3 separate regions of the Gasterosteus aculeatus genome follow, and regions 1 and 2 are each linked to region 3. A link is a contact called in public Hi-C data. All regions are on one chromosome and are shown on one strand. Each heading gives the region's core, a stretch centred on a gene start, on an enhancer-like site or on the middle of the called end of the contact. The rest is flanking DNA. Distances are from core to core; before and after follow the strand shown. Region 1 holds the start of zfp36l2 (zinc finger protein 36, C3H type-like 2). Region 2 overlaps thada (THADA armadillo repeat containing). Region 3 holds the start of LOC120821033 (transmembrane protein 229b).

What was found. Hi-C and Micro-C count contacts between places; a contact is called where the count stands out from the background.
Region 1: a contact with region 3 is called in a Hi-C map of skeletal muscle, with 6 times the contacts expected there. The contact joins the promoter of zfp36l2 here to the promoter of LOC120821033 in region 3. A contact is called at or near these places in 4 of 6 Hi-C or Micro-C datasets (skeletal muscle, tail fin and whole body).
Region 2: a contact with region 3 is called in a Hi-C map of skeletal muscle, with 5 times the contacts expected there. The contact joins the enhancer-like site here to the promoter of LOC120821033 in region 3. A contact is called at or near these places in 3 of 6 Hi-C or Micro-C datasets (skeletal muscle, tail fin and whole body).

The regions. Positions count from the first base shown.
Region 1 is chr6:6,369,209-6,372,203 of fGasAcu3.hap1.1, reverse strand. It overlaps zfp36l2 (zinc finger protein 36, C3H type-like 2), which reads left to right and starts at 1,440. Exons shown (of 2, transcript XM_040179111.2): 1 at 1,440-2,036; 2 at 2,200-2,995. The coding sequence starts at 1,947.
Region 2 is chr6:6,408,085-6,410,866 of fGasAcu3.hap1.1, reverse strand. It overlaps thada (THADA armadillo repeat containing), which reads left to right. Exons shown (of 38, transcript XM_078103924.1): 27 at 838-927. Among protein-coding and RNA genes, the nearest start is that of thada, 22 kb to the left of the region's middle. Within about 2 kb of position 1,351, at least 1 of the 9 cell types and tissues checked has open chromatin away from gene starts, as enhancers often do.
Region 3 is chr6:6,191,573-6,194,577 of fGasAcu3.hap1.1, reverse strand. LOC120821033 (transmembrane protein 229b) reads left to right here and starts at 1,593. Exons shown (of 2, transcript XM_040179377.2): 1 at 1,593-1,916. The coding sequence starts at 1,637.

The sequences.
Region 1 (2,995 bases), core at 191-2,690, 180 kb before region 3:
GCGGACGAGGACATGTTGAAGGGATTTTCTCAGCAGCCTCGGCGTGTCTGTTCTTCCCATTAAACTATTTATCACAACTGGCCAAGCAAATAGTCCTGGGGCAGCCCTCAAGACTAATTTTAGGGTTGGTAGTAGTAGATTCCAAGCTCTTATGTCACTTGTTTTTCGCATGTGTCCCCCCCGGCATCACAAACCGTACAGCACTTGAAGAAATATTGAATCATGTCATGGAGAGAAAAATTGTTTATTTAAAAAAAAAGAATGTAGAACTATTCTTTGACTTGAAAAGCTTCATGGTTACTAGTGTCGCAGAACCTGGAAATTTCTGCAGATCCGTGTCGCACAGCGTTTTTACACCCCGCTGTCGGCTCGCTGATGTAAGTCTCGTCCTTCTGCTGCCAGCGCTGCAATCTTTCCACTGTGGGATTTATTCTTCTCAACTTGACAACTCCCAGAGTGCAGCGTAGTAGTTTGACATTTCCATGTGAACATTCTGCCACCCTGCGAACGTTACGTCAGGCCAACTGCAGCGCGTTCTTTGATTAACAAAGAGGAGGGTGACACAAAACACCCACTATGTCTGGGGGCTTCTGCTGTGGCAAAAACAAACGACATAAAAAAAGTCACTTTCTCTACAATCACCGCTAAAGGGGATCCAAATGGGCCTTTAGGCCTGAGCCAGCTGCGGCCAGCAGGGGGAGCCAGAGTCCGTTTGGGCACGCAGTTCCCCTCTTGGCCTCGCGGGGGCAGCGTTGCTCCGCTGCGACACATTTACAAACCGCATTCTTGCAGTCGGGCCTGAGATTGGGGGGGAAAAACAAGTCATGGAGAAACTTCAAGAGTGGCTCAAAAAGAAGATTGTAACCGAAGCGTATCCGCTTTGCGCTCAGCGCGTTAGCTCGTTCTTTTCCAATCGATTTCTGAATCGAGACAAAATCCTATCGATGTTTAGTTTGAATGAGTAGCATAAAAAGGTCACGCGCTGCCGACGGCCATGGACATGTCTCCTCTGCCATGTGTAGTGGACCAGGAATAGGCCGCTGTTGCCCTGTGGAAGTCCACTACGCAACGCGCTCGCTGCTATAAATTGGTGCTTGCACTCTGCCTGGACTCCTCTCCCCTCATACTTGTGGTCTCACCCCATCACAGGGAGGGAGAGGCACAGTTTCCTTCCATTACAAATGCATGTGTCAGCTTCCTAGTGTGGTGGTCCAGAGGTGGAGAAGGGTGGCCTGGCACTGGTCGGTTTTTTCTTTTTTTTCGGGGGGGTCGGAGAAGTTGCCTTTGAGCAAGGCACAACGTGTGACCCAGGGGAGGATGTGCGTACGGTTAATTTGTTCCTGTAGAGCAGCGCGCATGCGCAGTAGACCCCCACCATGTGTTTCTGCATTCTTTCTCAGCGAGTCGGCCGAAGAAGAAGTAGTAACAAAAAAATAAAAGATAAACTTCCACAAAATTGGTTGTGTGATTAAAAGTGTGTGTGTGTGTGCGGGAAGGGAGAGGGGGGGGGGGGGGGGGTGCTGGGGTTGGATTTCAAGGCGTGGTGAAGGAGAATAGGCGGCCAACCGGTGAGAGGAGCTTTTCTCCGGGAGGGGGGGAAGAGGCGGCTCCTCGCAAAACTTCGCACCGACTTCAGCTCGCCCCTCCCCGGCCGCCGCCAGGCATTTATACCCACGCAAAAAGGCTGCAGCGCACAGTGAAGCACTCTGGCTCCGCGCTTCTCGAGGGGAGGACATAAAGCCACCTCCGACCCCACAGCACCAAACCAACCCCCCTGCTGGTTGTTGGTTTTTTTTGTGTGTTTCTTCTTATCCTCCTCCAAACTTCTGCGGACTTAAAAACTGCACACGAACTTTTTAACGGCAACTTTTTCCCTCAACCAAAACCAGTCGTGGCACAAACTACCGCTTCCGCACGCCGCGTTCAGGGACCCCGCTCGGTCCTCCATGAAAGAGGGAGTGCGGCAGCACGCTTGGGGAAACGAGATGTCTGCGACCGTCTTGTCCGCGTTCTACGACATGGACTTGCTCTACAAGGTAAAGCTCGGGCGCGTTACCGGGGGGCGCGGGCGCGCGCGCTGCATCAACGCCGCAAAGTTGTTCGACTGCATCAACTTGTTGCGGCGTCATGTGGTGGAAACATTGTGTCAATTTGCTGCCAGCCGTGCACTGCTAACTTGTGTCTTTCTCTCCCGTACAGCAAGATAAAAGCATGAACATGAACGCCCTCCACATCAACAGCATGCTGGACAAGAAAGCCGTCGGGGCCCCGGTCACGTCTCCGGGCTCCGGCCCTTTCTCTCCGGGATTTTTCCGCAGAAACTCAACCAGCAACTTGGAGGCGCTGAACAACGGCAACAAGTACTCGATGGGCTCCTACGGCAGCCTGAAGGAGAACACGCCGAACGGCGGCGGCAGCAGCAGCAGCAGCGCCGCCACGGCCCTCATGAACAAGGAGAACAAGTTCCGCGACCGCGCGTACAGCGACAACGGGGACCGGGGCGTGCTGCAGCAGAAGCCCGGCTCTCAGATCAACTCCACCCGCTACAAGACCGAGCTGTGCCGGCCCTTCGAGGAGAACGGCTCGTGCAAGTACGGGGAGAAGTGCCAGTTCGCTCACGGCTACCACGAGCTGCGGAGCTTGTCCCGCCACCCGAAGTACAAAACCGAGCCGTGCCGCACCTTCCACACCATCGGCTTCTGCCCGTACGGCCCCCGGTGTCACTTTATCCACAACGCCGACGAGCGGCGGCCCGCGCCGGCCACCAACGCCAACATGCAGCTGGGCGAGTCCCGCTCGGTCCGCGACCTGTGCAGCTACGGCCAGCGGGACTCGCTGCCGCCGCAGCTCGGCTACACCCAGAGGGACAGACCAAAGCTTCACCACAGCCTCAGCTTCTCCGGCTTCTCCACCCACCACGGGCTCGAGTCTCCCCTGCTCGACAGCCCCATGTCCCGGACCCCGCCGCCGGCCACCGCCTCCTCCTCCTGCACCT
Region 2 (2,782 bases), core at 102-2,601, 220 kb before region 3:
TGTGTGTGTGTGTGTGTGTGTGTGTGTGTGTGTGTGTGTGTGTGTGTGTGTGTGTGTGTGTGTGTGAGAGTGTGAGAGTGTGAGTGAGTGAGTGAGTGAGTGAGTGAGTGAGTGAGTGAGTGAGTGAGTGAGTGAGTGAGTGAGTGTGTGTGTGTGTGTGTGTGTGTGTGTGTGTGTGTGTGTGTGTGTGTGTGTGTGTGTGAGTGTGAGTGTGTGAGAGTCAGTGGTGACTGAGGCCCTCTGCGATCTCTCCAGGCTTGTGATCGCGTGGTTGGCGGACCTGATTTAGACCAGAGTTAAATTCAAGTTAAAAAAAAAAAAAAAAAAAACTGGCCCAGAGACCGCCAGATATAAAATATATAGGTTATCATATTATTGACTTCCCTCTCTCTCCTACTATTAGGACAATCTGAGATTTAATCACGGCTGTAAGCCCATTGAATTACACGTGATTGGTTCCGCTCTCCGTTGACAGGGATTTTCCCCCAGCAGTTGCTTCTTTGTAATAGTGGCGGGATTGTTAATGTGGTTTCTATGACACTACACACACATTTCACTTCAGGAGGAAACGGCAGAACTTTTCATTTAGCATTGGCCTGCCCATTAGCTAATGTTATCATGCTGACGGAAATGGTGACCGTGGTAAACACTTGAATGAATTCTATTTCAATAATTTAGAATGAACTATGGAGCCCCCAAAGTCCCCGAATAAGATTAAAAAAGTAAAGTACTCGTGTGCCCTAAAAAAAGGGCTCTTTGAGAGTCGTTGCCCTGGATAGTGGATGCCGAGGAGCTTTCTTACTGGTCACTAATAAATTCTTCTCTGTGTCGTCTCAGGATGACCGGCCGAGAGTTCTTCACCCGGTTTCCAGCTCTCTATCCGTTCCTCCTGAACCAGCTGGAGGAGGCTGCTGCCACGGTGGAAAGGTGAGGTGGTCCTCCTCTAATCCACACACACACACACACACACACACACACACACACACACAGCTTTTCATATCCCGTTATAGGTCTGTTACTTGTACGATACGGCTCTGTTTGTTTTCTTAAGCTGATGAAGCAGCAGGAGGAAGAGGGGAAAGTTTGTGCAACTTGATTGTGGGAACATGAACTATGAGCGTCTTTCTCTAGTCGAGTAGCGTTGTGTGAGCTGTTCCCTCCCCAAGGTATCACTTTCTCAACTGTTTGCTCAAAGAATAAGACTTTACGACCAGACAAAGTAGATGTCTCGTCGAGATTTAGTTGACTTTTTCTTTTTTCTTTTTCATCCTCCCCCTCTTGGCTTCATCTCTGTCGGCTGGTCCCGAACTCCTCCGCTGCCCGTCCAGCCGCTCCCCGGGCGGCCTTATCTTAATATGGATCCAATTAATTGAACGCTCTCCGAAACCGGCTCTTTCGCAATCCCCCTCACTCCCTTCGACCCCTTGTTAAAATTTTTTTCAGATTTTTCCCAAGGAACCAGATCTCAGCTGTCCGACCTCCCACAGTATCTCGGCGCATTGCGCCACCCAAACGGGCCGGCCGGGGAGCGTCAGAGAATAAGTGAGGGTTCATACTAGAACCACGGTTACAGAGTCACAGTTCGTTTGGTTCTTTAACATCTGTTGGTAACCTTTTTAATTTTATTATATATTTGATTTAAACTGCAGAGGGGATTTGGGTTGCATTTGAGATGCACCGCGGGAACTCAAATGACTGTTATTTAAAGAAAAAGGAAAATTGGGAAACGATAAGATCTTTGCATAGAACAGATTTTTTTATTTGTCCAGAAGAGCTCCCAATATCGGAGAGCAAAAAACAAAGCCGCTAATGAATAAACTATTTTCATTGTTAAAGCTTCTCTGCTTCTAGTTCAGTACTTCGGTTGAAGTCTCACTTCCCTTTTACCAGGTGACAGGCGATTAATCTACGGATTCCCCGTCGCGCCAAAGAGACGGAACATTTTGGAATTGTTTTTCACAGGATCGATTGGTCCGGTTTACTTCTGACCGTGTTGAATGAAACCTTTTTAATGAAATATCACTGTTTAAACGTGTGCGTTTCACACGGAACCTCCGCCTCTAACCTTCTCCTCCCCGCTGTGCTATCAGCTGTACCTCATGTGTTTGGTTTAGTCTTTGGTGTTACTCCCTTTGCTTTGACTCTCAAACTCCTTCCTGAGGCCTCGCGGCGCGCAGCTGAGGACACCTCTTGTTGTTCCCACATTTCAGATTCCTGCTGTTATCGTCTCGGTGTAGCAAAGCTAAACAAGTTCATCTCTGAAACTACTTCAGGTCAGTGTCCACGACTTGGACCTGCAGCGCCCTTCGCTTCCAAAGAACAGGATGAAAAAAAAGTGTCCACAAAACTGCTGATTATCTTTTTCCGCCAGCCGACTAAACGGCAAACTGAAGCCCTGGTTTACTTTAGGACGTCTTCCCTTTCGCTGCTTTTCCAAAACGAGAAAGAGGGCCGGACGTTCGCGGAAGAGCCCGCCATGGGATTTCAGTCGTTACACGACGCGGACGCCCTCTTTCATCAAGTGTTTCTGCCTCCCAACAAGGCCCAAAACCCCCCTCTCCGCCCCCCCCCCCCCCTCCCCCCTCTCTGACGTCACGCCCGTTGTGCTCGACTAAACTCTGACGCTAAACACATCGGACCTGTTTCTAATTGAGCTGTGATTACGTTTCCCGAAACTGCAGATGTATGGCAGCCGCAGCGGATGGTTCTCTGTGCACGTTATTGCTGAACGGAGTAATTAGAAGCCCCGAGAGCTTTTCCCCTGTTAGACAATGTTATATTC
Region 3 (3,005 bases), core at 344-2,843:
TTTTAAACCTACCTGTGACGTCATTTGTTTCTAAAATCGCTGGAGCGCTGACTGCCAGCAGACGTTAACGCGTCGGTTTGTATGGAATGATCGATTTGTCCCACGGAAACGAGTCCGCTGTGTTTCTGGGATCTGAAACAACGTGCGGGGCTGTGCCATGACGGTACAAAATCGTAAATGGTGGCGCAATAAATAAGCGGCAGTTTTTCCTTAGGTCTTCCACAGCTTTCTCTTGTTCATGAACATTTTCATTACTAGAGTTGCGAAACGAATGAAAAGCAAGTCTGAGTGATTGATCAAGACTAGATAAGTAGCTTATGATATCTAACGTAGCTCGTGGCCACTACGAGGGAAAAGGGACCCGCAGTCCTCAATATTTTCAAAATAAAACGTGTTTTATAGAAAAAAAAATACTGAATTTCAAATACACACAAATGGTGATCACAATCATACTGAATCACAATCATACTGAAACATTGACAATTGTAGAGCGCTGTCAGCAGTGTAAAATACTATCTTTTGCCTCATAATATGTTCTCACATCTCATAAACTCTTATCTTGTAGGATAACTTCACATCTCATAACAGCCTGTTTCTTCCCATCTTGAACACCTGATTTTTGTTCCTTTCAATAGATTTCAAGATCATTTCAAATTGAATGTGTTGAATTTAGCACACATGTGACCTGAAAAGAGCAACAGGTGAAAGCACTCTGCTCTAAGATAGAGAATGTTCATTTCCTTAAACAAATATTCTTTGGTGGTAATTCAGCATCCACCAATGCAACACACGCTGTGTCCGCCCGGCTCACCAATGTGCGAAGAGTCCGACCTTTGTCTACTCGATAACTTTATGGTCATTGACTTGTGTACAGCGGCGTTCTTCCGGGCCCTAAAGGTGTGTTTGCTAGAATCACTGGACTCTGATCTGAAGGTCCACCGTTCATCGAACTGTTTTATTAGAGTACACACAGAGCAAACACACAGGACGCGGCAGAGGCCAAATATGTGGACGGACATCTGCTCCCGGAGAGACTTTATGGTTAAACTGTACGCTGTGCATGTGTGAAACTGTGTGAAAACTGCATCCATATTTATGTTGCGTGGGTGTTCGTGTTTGAAGTGGCAGCTTCACAAGATCTTGTTTACCTTATTAATTGCAGATGAACAATGATTAACAATCTTTATATAGTTAATCTCTTTACTATTAAGCTGCTTAAAGTAGATGAATGTAAAAACAACATTTACAGTGACTATTAACTAAATGTTGCATTTATCTTATTTACCTCATTAAATCACACAAACATTTAAAATGAAGTCATTGAAATTCAGACTCTACCTTCTACAGAGGCCTTAGCGCAACATGCAGACATGCAATAACTTACAACAACTAGAAGACATCACTCCGATATAATCAAATATTTATCACAACCGTTTGCAGGTCGGGAACCAACATTTTGAAAACTACTGAAGAATACTGTAGCTACAATGTCATCAATAAGTGTGTCTGTGTGTGTGTGTGTGTGTCTTCTCTGACACACCCAGCTGCTGCGGCTCACTGATAACCCTTTGCCTTCACCCTCACACGTCAAACACACACTGCACTTCCCTACAGAGACGACTCACGCAGCCTCCCCATGTCAGTTCATTGCCGCGCATGGACGTTTTTGTCCTCCAGGTGGATCCCGGCTTTCGCTTCCGGGTCCATCCCTTGGTTCAAGACCTCAGCCTGTGACAGAGGCATCGCTGTCATAACACGGAGCCGCTTAATGTTTAGCTCAAGATCCTCTCACGCTAACACACACACACACACACAGGGGAGCAAAGGGATTACAAAGGCACAGGGACCCATATGCTGCACGAGGATGGAGGCGAGAAAGCGCAATGCCAGGAGAGCACTAGGTAGTAATGACCCAGGTGAGAAGTATGATTGTGTTTGACTTTTTTAGGTCCCACTTTGAGGAATAATATGGTGTCTGTTGGCATTGCATCCTAATCTCAGTTAAAGTCTGCCAACTACTAGAGTTACAGGGTAAATGATTATGACAGGAACCATCACCCCGGGTCTTTTGTGGTTAATGAGAGAAATTTTGTTGAAGCGCTGTTAAAGATTATCAGAGACTTTCACTGAGCTAAACTGGGCTGTAAACCCGTTAATCCAAAGTAGAGCATGTACACCGTGGGACGGAACAGGGTTGCATTCTCACTGAGGAGCCAGTATTATAACGTGGAGAAGAAAATCTAGAAAGAAAACACTTATAGTCCCTGCGTGAATAAGCCAATAAAATTCAAGTTACGAAAACTGAAGTTAACTGTCAGTTTTTTTAGACACAGAAACCAAGAACTAGAGTAAAATAGTCATTAATGTTCATGCAAATATATGTTGTTCATCACCAATAAGGGTGAATTAGAATGACTTTTATTAAGTGTTTTAACCTTGTTTTAACAGAGTCTACTTAACTTATTTGTTTTCTCTCAAAGAGCGAGACGAGAGGATCGGTTTAGTTTGGCGCAGCGATTAGCTCGGACCTGCTGTGTCCAAAATGAACGACCTCTCGGCTCTTTTAAAGGAATTCTCCCTCTAAATCATCAGTTGTTACCAATTACTCACAGGACGAAGAAAAGGGTTTTTTCCCGCCATGCCTCCTCAAATGAAAAGAGGGGGAAAATGTGCAATGGCAAGAATATGTCAAAACCCGTGTTTATAAACTCTCCCACAAGGTGTAATCTATGCAGAAGTATGCTCACTACTTCCCATCTTTACTAACAAATAGAGCGAGGACAAGTTACACTCCTATTCAAGCAGGGAAACTATAGGGAAGTACAACGTACATACAGATGGTCGTTTTGTTAAGGTTTTCCTTAACTTATTATCATATCTCATGTGTTTAAGGGTCAGACACTCGATGGATCCTCACTCCTCCTCCCGACCTGGCACAATTAAATTGTTCCACTTAATAGTATTTTAAGACATAAAGACTCTCGACATGTTAACCTTTTTAGTGA